3 separate regions of the Mus musculus genome follow, and all the other regions are linked to region 3. A link is a contact called in public HiChIP or PLAC-seq and promoter capture Hi-C data. All regions are on one chromosome and are shown on one strand. Each heading gives the region's core, a stretch centred on a gene start, on an enhancer-like site or on the middle of the called end of the contact. The rest is flanking DNA. Distances are from core to core; before and after follow the strand shown. Region 1 holds the start of Fgf8 (fibroblast growth factor 8). Region 2 holds the start of Scd4 (stearoyl-coenzyme A desaturase 4). Region 3 holds the start of Slf2 (SMC5-SMC6 complex localization factor 2).

Region 1 (2,802 bases), core at 29-2,528, 810 kb after region 3:
CGGCTGAGCTGATCCGTCACCAGGCTCTGCTCCCTCACATGCTGTGTAAAATTAGGTGAGGACTGAACAGTTACCTTTAGGAAATTGAAAAATACACAGCACGCCATTATAACGCTACTCCGCCCAGGGGCCCCGAGTTGGTCCCCATTGCCCTTGTACCCGCCTCCCGCCGCGCCAGGCAGCCAGCGGGGACTGGGGGCATCCCCACAACATGCCGGCTCAGGCCACCAACCCCCTCGGGGAAGTCGCGCAGACCCAGCCCAGGATGGATGGATGAACCCGGGAATGAGGGAGTCTGGACCCACCTGTTGGGAAACACCCTGGGGCTCCCGGCCAGCTCGGAGCAGGGAAGTGGGCTCCCTGCCCAGCGCAGGCCCCCCGCCCGGGCCTTCCTAGAGGAGCAGGGTGCTTTTAAGTAGCGAGGCAACGCTACCCGACCCGTGACATTTATAAAGACAAATTTACGGAGCAAATGTTGAGAATGCAAAGGGCCTAGGTTAACACGATCGTTGGCCCAAACCGGCCACAGGTCTCCCCAGAGAGCAGCGGCGAGGATATTCGCTGCAACTACATCCCAACTACCCTTGACAAGGAACACCCGCTGACTCCAGCTCCCGCCTTCCTAGGAGGCCAGGTGTGGCTACAGGTAGCCTTCCCATCCACCCGAACTGGCCAGTCGCTGGGCTCAAGACCCTTGGGTTCTAGTCTCTCCACTCACTCGCTGTGTGACTTTAGGCAGGACACTGTCTCTCTGTTCCTTAGATCCCTCCTCGGGGTAGTTTGGGGCTGGATTTGTAAAGTTCTTTCCAGCCCTGCTGCGCTGGCCGAAGGGTCGGTCCTCGTGTCCCTGCCCGAGAGTGTCAGCTGGGTTCCCCGCGCCCGGCCCCCGCTTCTGCGCAGCGCTCCTTACCTGGGCTTGGAGGCAGAGAACCAGCAAGTGCAACAGCCTGTGGGAGACAAAAGCGGGCAGGAAAGAGGCGCGGGGTGAGCGGAGAGGGCTCGGCGGGCGCTGGCCGACGGGGACGCGGGGGCGACCGCGGTACTCACAGGCAGCTCAGCGCGGAGCGGGGGCTGCCCATGGCGCGCGGCCCCGGGAGCACTGAGAGCCCGAGCGGGGTCACGCCGTCCCACTGGAGGCCGCGGGGGGACAAGCCGAAGGTGCGGAGGCTGAGGGAGGTCGGGGTGCGGGAGGCCAGCGGCTATCCCGACGCGGCTCGTGGAATGTCGTGCTCGCCGCGCGCGCCGAACCCCTCTGAGCCGCTGCTGGAGCCGGTGGCCGCTGGCTGCTCAGGAGCCCGAGCAGGCGGGAGGGTAACGGGCCTGTGGGGTGGGTGGGGAGGTGGGAAGGGAGGGGGAGGGCAGGGGCGGGGGGCGCCGCACCGGCCGCGAGGGGGGAGCGCGGGGCGGGCGGCCGGAGCCCGCACCCCCGGCTGGGCGCTGGGGCCGGGTCGCCGCCCGGGGCGGGGGCGGGGCGGCCGGGGGCGGGGCGGCGGGCAGAGCAGGGATTGGGGGGTCTGGCCCAGGGGAGGGGTCTAGGGACCCGCGGGAGGGGCGGGGGCGGCTGGTGTGGGCGCCTCCCACTACCCTTGCCTGTCTCTTCCAGCGTTCCGGGGGCGGGATCGTCCAGGGATTGGGGGGCGTCTGGGACAACATGTTTAGTGGGGTCCCGTACACTTGAGTCCTGCAGGACTGTTGATCTGCTTAGGGTCGGGTCTGCTTATCTCTGGCCTCCTAGAAGGTCTCTGGGTCGCCTAATGTGTGCTGCGGTCGCACGCGCCCCTCTTGGGAGCCTGCAGCTAACAGTGAACTGGGCCCCGGTGCTGAGCGTCCCCTTGGGCGCCACTGGAACCCGGTGCCTTCACCTTTCTAAAAACCCAACCCCGCTGGTTTTCTGTCTCACAGTCTCCAAAGAGGCTCTGGGAGGGAGAAATGCCCCTTGCCACCCCATTATCACCTTCAGCCTTGCTCCTGTCCATCCAACTGCACTAGTCTATAAAGCTTAAGAAAAACCTTGAAGCGTCTATGTGGTAAGAGCTCAGGGGTCTCTGAAGGACCCACAGCCACTGCTTCTGAGCAATTAGCAGGGGCAAAAATAACTACGTTCAGCAACATTCAGGACACGGACCCAAGCTGCCTAGCCTTTCCCCTTCTGAGTTCCAGGTTTTCCTTGAGCAGGTACCTGGTGTCTTGTGTCACTTGGAAGAGGGAGGTGCTGGTGAGAAGGTAGAGACTTCTGTAAGCCTTTTCAAGCCCGTCGCCCCATTGCTTTCTCCATAGGGTTTCTGGGAACCCTGAGCCACTATTTTGTTACCGCAGGCACAGAGATTTCCCAGGCCAGGTATTTTTGAAGACCAGGTGGCTCCGTGGATGTACCACCCAGCTCTGCCTTCATCCACAGCCTCCCCTCTACTGATCCTCTGTGCCTCCGGGGTAGAACTAGGGGTTTGCGGTGGCCCCAGAAAGTCTTTGTAGGCTAAAGAGAGGCAAGCAGGCCCTTGTCAGTCCCCATCCGGTTCGGCCTGCCGCCCCCCTTTTATGCATCCCATCTTGCAAATGCAAACACGGAGTAATATATATATATATATATATATATATATATATATATATATATATGGTTAGGGGAGTCCATCTCAGCCCTTCAAGTGCTGAGCAATATAGAGAAGAACTGGTTCCAAGGAGACAGTCTCAGCCCTCCTCAGAGTAGACTTCCTGAGCTCATAGGTGAGTCTCCTCACAAATTCTGTTCCCCGCTGTTTTGATCCACCCAGACCTGGAGGTGAGGGAGGAATCTGTCTTACAGGC
Region 2 (2,762 bases), core at 242-2,741, 600 kb before region 3:
ACAAGTTGGTCATGCTTGCCCTCATATAGTCTCCTTTGTGTGTGTGTGGGGGGGAAGTGTACAGGGGAGATGTCTATCTCAGGAGACCCTAGTGAATGCAAATCCCTGCAGTTTGAGCTTCCTCATCCTGCTGTGAATCTACTGAAGACGGCCTGTGAAGTCATTTTGTCTTGGGACTCTAGGCCAGCATCGCTTTCCGAGCAGGGTTTGAGCCTGGGCTCTGGCATCTTGCCTACTATGATCAGTTTCTAGCTCTGTGAGTCACTGGCTCCTGGGACCACAGACAAATTATCTGAGCTCTCTATATCTCAACTTCCTTCTCCTTAAAAACCACAGGTCATGGGTCACGGGGAGACTTTTTAAAAAGTTAGTATTAGCTTTTTTTTTTTTTTTTTAAAGTCATTCCATACCAGCTCAGTCTTCTTATTTCACAGGCAAACCTTTGCACCTCTGCTGCCTGTAAACGCCTGTCTGAGGTTCCCACTTTTTCCTTATAGAAGACTCCCAATTCCCAACCTGATGGGAGAATCTTCAGACCTCCCTGCCTGCAGCAGATGTTCCGGGGGCAGGAACATAGGGAAGTAATTAAATGCTAATGTCTGGAGGTGGTTATCCCCTGTGAAACGAGTCCTATGACTGAGCGTGGGCTCAGACACTCAGCCCTGTGCGTGTGACTGTGTGTGTGAGCTGGTCAGAGCATTCTGCGATTCTGCTGAACATCCTGGGCAGGTGGGTGGGGAAGAGCCGCCACTGGCTTGAGATGCTAAGTAAGAAGGCGGGCTATGCACCTGCTCTTGTCTCGAGATCTGGGGGTGGAGGCCAGTCCACCCCCCCTTACCCCCACCACACCTGATGAGTGGAAAGAGAAGGTGGAATTGTGGTGGACACTGATGAGCTGTCCCCACTGTGCAACTGCCCCAGTGTGACACATTTGCCAAGCACCTGTGTTAGTCCTGGGCTTGAACTTGACTCTCACCCCCCAGATTCACTCTTTTCCCACTTTGTGGACATTTTCTACCCTCTATGAAGCTTGAGAACTGGACCCCAGATTCCTCCAGTCATGATGCTGGCAGAGACCCAGGGTCCACAGAGATGAAACCGAGGAGGTTGGCACAGAGGGCTGTCTGCCAGCGAGATAGCAGATTTCTGGATGCCAGAGCCAGGAAGACAAGAGAGTAACAAATTCCTCTGCTCAGAGCTTGCCAGAGTGCTGAGAATACTCCATCTGTCTAGGAATGGGGACAAAGGTGGCTCTCTCTTAGTGTGTGCAGCATCCCATAGCCTTGCCTTAGGTGAATGTGGGCTTTGCTGGCTGTCCTCCCCTCTCTCGCCTTCAGTCTTTATCTCCTCATGGGGCTGCCTTGACTAGCCAGCTCTGAATTCTTTATCCCTTGTTGGCAGTCATGAAGCACATCTGAACAAATACCAGACACAGTCACCAAGTGCCAGCTCTACATACCCTTTAAATCCTGTGCCTGGAAACAACAACACACAGCAGAACTGACTGGTGACACCTGCACAGTTAGCCGGGCATCAACGCAGTACACACAGCGCACAGTGGGCTCTGGACTCAACGCTTCACCGATCCTCAGTCGCTGCAGACCTGGACCTTGCTCTCTCTGCCTTCACAAGAGGATCTAGGCTTCCAAGGAGCAAGATGACGGCCCACTTGCCACAAGAGGTCAGCTTTTCATCAATGACCCCCTCCCTCTAGCACAGGATCTTTGGTACCAGGTGGGACTGTGCTGACTGGAGAGAGGCCAGAGCTGAGAGCTACAGAGACATCTCAGATATCTTATTAGATTTGTATGACCTTCAAGTGAGGGATGTGGCAGTCATGTTGCCAGTTGACTTTAAAGGAAAGAAAGCTCCCGTCCAGCCAATACCTTTCTGCATGCACATGCATTTTCCTTTGTATGTTGCTTGAGGTATGAATGTTTGATCCCCGTCCCTGCCCCTTCACTGTGAGGTTTGATTGTCAACACATTCTAGGTAGTTTCTGGGAAGTTTTCTCTGCTTCATCTAGCACATCTGTACTCTGTCTTCCTATGATCAGGGCACTGGGGTTTCTGCCTCTACTGCCTTGGCTGTATTACAGGAGGACCCCCCCCTTGCTGTCCTATGTATCTGCTTTTGACTTTCACTTCCTCCCGTTGAAGATCTCCAGCAGGTGTAGCACTACCAACATCATGGAACCCCACTCCCGGAGACAGCAGGATGGAGAAGAGAAGATGCCCCTCCAGGCAGAAGATATCCGGCCTGAAATAAAAGATGATCTGTATGACCCCAGCTACCAGGATGAGGAGGGACCCCCGCCCAAGCTGGAGTACGTCTGGAGGAACATCATCTTCATGGCCCTGCTGCACGTGGGAGCCCTGTACGGGATCACACTGGTTCCCTCCTGCAAGGTCTACACCTGGCTCTTGGGTAATCTCCAAACCCTCCGCCCTGGGCCAGCACCCCATGTCTCCCCCGCCCCCAACTCTTTAATAAGGTAGACTCTGATTCTGAAAAGTAGCCGCTCTCTGTCCAGATTTTTCAAGTTTTCTCTCCACTTTCTGAGATACTGATAACTAGACGGGGAACAGAGCCTCGTGGGATTGGGGTACAAGAGTGTCAGATCTGGGGGGTTCTTTAGCTTGGATGCTAAAGTCTATAAAAGGTGGAGGGATAACTGTATGACAAAGGATTGACAGTCTCCTAAAGAGCTTTTCCGTCCAAAAAGCTTTCTGACTTAGCATTGCCTGCCACAGGAAAACTAG
Region 3 (3,145 bases), core at 136-2,635:
CTCCTTCTGCCATGTGGTCCTGGGTCATGAAAGCAAGTTCCTTTATACCATGAACTATCAGCACAGCCGCGGCCTTCTCTCTTGACCCTCCACCTCCGTCTCCCAAGTACTAGGATTACAATAGGATTACAAGCCTTCCCTAAAAAAAAAAAAAAAACTGGCCGGGTACTGCAGGAAATCTGAAGCCCAAAGGAAAGAGAATCTTGTATTTGTACCAATTACACGAGAGAATCTAAACCTGTTTACATTGCTGGGTTTTATTACTTAAAATTACCCAGAGAAGATGGGCAGTGGTGGCCCACGCCTTTAATCCCAGCATTTGGGAGGCAGAGACCGGCCATTTTTCTGAGTTCAAGGCCAGCCTGGTCTACAGTCAGTTCCAGGACAGCCAGGGCTATACAGAGAAACCCTGTGTGTGTGGGGGGGGGGGGGGGAAGTGGGGGGGACAAGGGAAATTACCCAGAGAAGTGAGTAACTATACCCATTCTATACACATGGGAAGTGAAGTTTTAAATTACTCTGACCAGTTCCTCGGTCTGCAAAAAAACCCAGCTGGAGAGATAGCTCAGTGGTTAAGAGTACTAGTTGCTACTTCCAGAGGTCCTGAGTTCAATTCCACCAACCCTAAGGTGGCTCACAACCTCATGCTCTATTGTCATTCAGGCATACATGCAAATTGAGCACCATATACATAAATAAAAACTTAAAGAAATCCAACCTAACAGCCTCTTCAAAGCACAAGTCCTTTACTGATAAGGAAAAGAAGTCTATGTGCTGCGACTTCATGGGGAAACCCATTAGAGACAAAACGCTTTGACAGAATAAAAATGTCTAATTCAATGACTGAGTGCTCCCCCGCCCCCTCCCTTACAAAACAAAACAAAACAAAACAAAAAAACGGAACAACTATATCACAGTATAGAAGATCCCTCACAGAACGGTCAAATCACATTATAAGAGAAGGAACAGAAAGGAAATGGTGACAGCATTTTGGCCTAAGATGCCAAAGTGACTATGAAATATTAGGGCAGCTGTAGCACAATCGTCACAAATGTTGGCCATCTTCACTACAGACAGCTGCAGGCTCGGTTTTACTTCTGCAAATCTCACCCCTAGCCCTCGATCAGGCGGCTGTCGCCAGCTGTCGTAACACCCGCCACTGCCTCTTCTTTCCCACTCCCACGCACCGGCCAAGGCCGCCGCGGCCCCGACGAGGAGGCGCGCGCCCCAGGCGCACGTGACGGGCCCGGGGAGGGCAGTTTTCAATCTCCCCTCCCCCTTCCAAAAAACCCGCCCTCTCCCGGCAGGCGGAGGCTTTCTATTGCGCTACCACCAGAGTGACCCTCAGGTCAGCCAATCGCGACGCGGCACCTCAAGAAAGGCCCGCCCCCTGATGGTCCTCAGGTTCCTTCCCGCTCACACCGGAGTCACTTCCGAAGAGAGAACCGCCATGAAGAGAGTAGGGGGTGCCGCCCACCTCTGCACCGACAGCCTCCCCGAGTCCCAGCAGCAAGACGGCAACCACGCACCCAGCTTCTCCAGCCACAGCTCATGCCGCCGTCGCCAGCGGCGCCGACATGACAAGGCGCTGCATGCCCGCTAGGCCAGGTTTCCCCTCATCCCCAGCCCCGGGGTCGTCGCCCCCGCGCTGCCATCTGAGACCCGGTAGTACCGCCCCTGCTGCAGCGGGAAAAAGAACAGAGAGTCCTGGGGACAGGTACAGTGCAGAGGGCTTGAGAAGGGGCCGGGTCGCGGGGGCACGGGTATAGGGGAGGACTACGGACGGCTGCTCTTCAGTTCCCGCCATCCTCAGCGAGCTCAGGCCTTGATGTTCTGGGGCCTGCAAGCCCTCGCCCCGCCTCCGCGCGGGGGCTTCTGGGAGTTGAAGTCTCCTTTTCTGTAGTTGAGGTGTTGCTTTTGGTCTAGTGACCACCAGCCTAGATGGCTGCGGAGAGCCCGCTTTAGGTAGAAGGTTGTTTTTCTCCTTTTCGAGCGCTTGCCCTGGGGCCCTCCCTTCTCGAAGCCTCTATTTAGATCGTTCTGATCCTGGTGGTTTCTTGAGTTTAATTATGTAAGATGTGATAAGGAAAACCCACGAATTACTTAATAGTACAGTGTACACGACCATTCATACTAAAAACATTTTTGGAATGCGCCTGTTTTCTCTTTGAGTGACTTTCTCCCTCACCAACAGACCTTTCTTTTTCTATTTCCTTTTTCTTCCTTTCTTTTTTTATATGGTAAGGATTTTCTGGGAGCTATGTAATGATGGAGAATTTCATCATATGACATCCTCTGACAATAAAACATTCAAATTATCTACGAACTTGGTACTGTCTTTTTTTTTTTTTTTTTAAGAATTGGTAACAGACGTTTTAAGTTTATGCTTTAATATTGTAGCACAGATTCACAATCCTTTATCTTAATTCTGAAGGACAGAAGGCTGTGAAAAACAACTATTTTCATTGCTTCCTACCACAGCCGCCTTGGCAGCCAAGCCAGGTTGATCAGAGCTAATATAAGGTTTGTGGGTGGTACTGAGTGTGAGTGTTGATAAGCTTTGCTGGAGAAATAGTAATATTTTGGCTACAGGTTGCAGCGCCAGATCCTGCTGGGGGCTGCACATAATACATTCAAGTTATTTCCCCTCCAAAATCCAATAAATTGAGAATTCTAACACGTTTGGTTCCAGCACTTTCAGATTAAAGGCTTGTAAAACTGTCATAATTTTTTTTAACCAGTTATACATAAGTAATGGATATTTCTGTGTGCTTGAACTTAGGAAACAATTATTTTACCTCTACAGAGTTCGTTTATAGTTTCATGGTTTACCAAAAGTCATTTTTCCATTCAGGTGTATTGGAGAGTAGTATTAGATTTAATACTTTAGGGGAAGGGTATGATGTTAATTTTTAGTAAAAATATAAGTATATCTTGGTTTTAATTTGCTGCTTCTGGGTTCTTTTGCACCTCTCCACTGCCAGAAATAGGCACATCATGTGTCTTCACTAGTATTTCTTCCTTTACTCAGTGGTAGAGTTAATTTACCTAATGTAATTGACTTTCTGTAAACAAATGCATGTATTCTCCCATAACCTGTCACTCATCATTTAGGTTCTCTCAACATACTGGTGGAGTCTAGGTA

The links. Promoter capture Hi-C pulls out the DNA fragments that hold promoters and counts their contacts. HiChIP or PLAC-seq counts read pairs in DNA pulled down with a chosen protein or histone mark.
Region 1: an H3K4me3 HiChIP or PLAC-seq map of bone marrow-derived macrophages shows a contact between it and region 3, with 3 times the contacts expected there. The contact joins the promoter of Fgf8 here to the promoter of Slf2 in region 3. A contact is called at or near these places in 5 of 39 promoter capture datasets (cranial neural crest, hippocampal neurons, liver and 2 more), 2 of 484 Hi-C or Micro-C datasets (ECoMG myeloid progenitors and erythroblasts), 2 of 115 datasets of contacts at active chromatin or transcription factors (bone marrow-derived macrophages and pancreatic cancer cells) and 1 of 9 other capture datasets (pancreatic islet).
Region 2: a contact with region 3 is called in a promoter capture Hi-C map of embryonic stem cells, with 2.5 times the contacts expected there. The contact joins the promoter of Scd4 here to the promoter of Slf2 in region 3. A contact is called at or near these places in 2 of 39 promoter capture datasets (embryonic stem cells and second pharyngeal arch cranial neural crest) and 1 of 115 datasets of contacts at active chromatin or transcription factors (pancreatic cancer cells).

Annotation. Positions count from the first base shown.
Region 1 is chr19:45,741,606-45,744,407 of GRCm38.p6, forward strand. Fgf8 (fibroblast growth factor 8) reads right to left here and starts at 1,279. Exons shown (of 6, transcript NM_001166361.1): 1 at 1,048-1,279; 2 at 911-947; 3 at 306-392; 4 at 1-74. The coding sequence starts at 1,079. RefSeq lists an enhancer at 1-46.
Region 2 is chr19:44,331,835-44,334,596 of GRCm38.p6, forward strand. It overlaps Scd4 (stearoyl-coenzyme A desaturase 4), which reads left to right and starts at 1,492. Exons shown (of 6, transcript NM_183216.3): 1 at 1,492-1,681; 2 at 2,160-2,427. The coding sequence starts at 1,658.
Region 3 is chr19:44,929,734-44,932,878 of GRCm38.p6, forward strand. Slf2 (SMC5-SMC6 complex localization factor 2) reads left to right here and starts at 1,386. Exons shown (of 20, transcript NM_001081225.2): 1 at 1,386-1,717. The coding sequence starts at 1,578.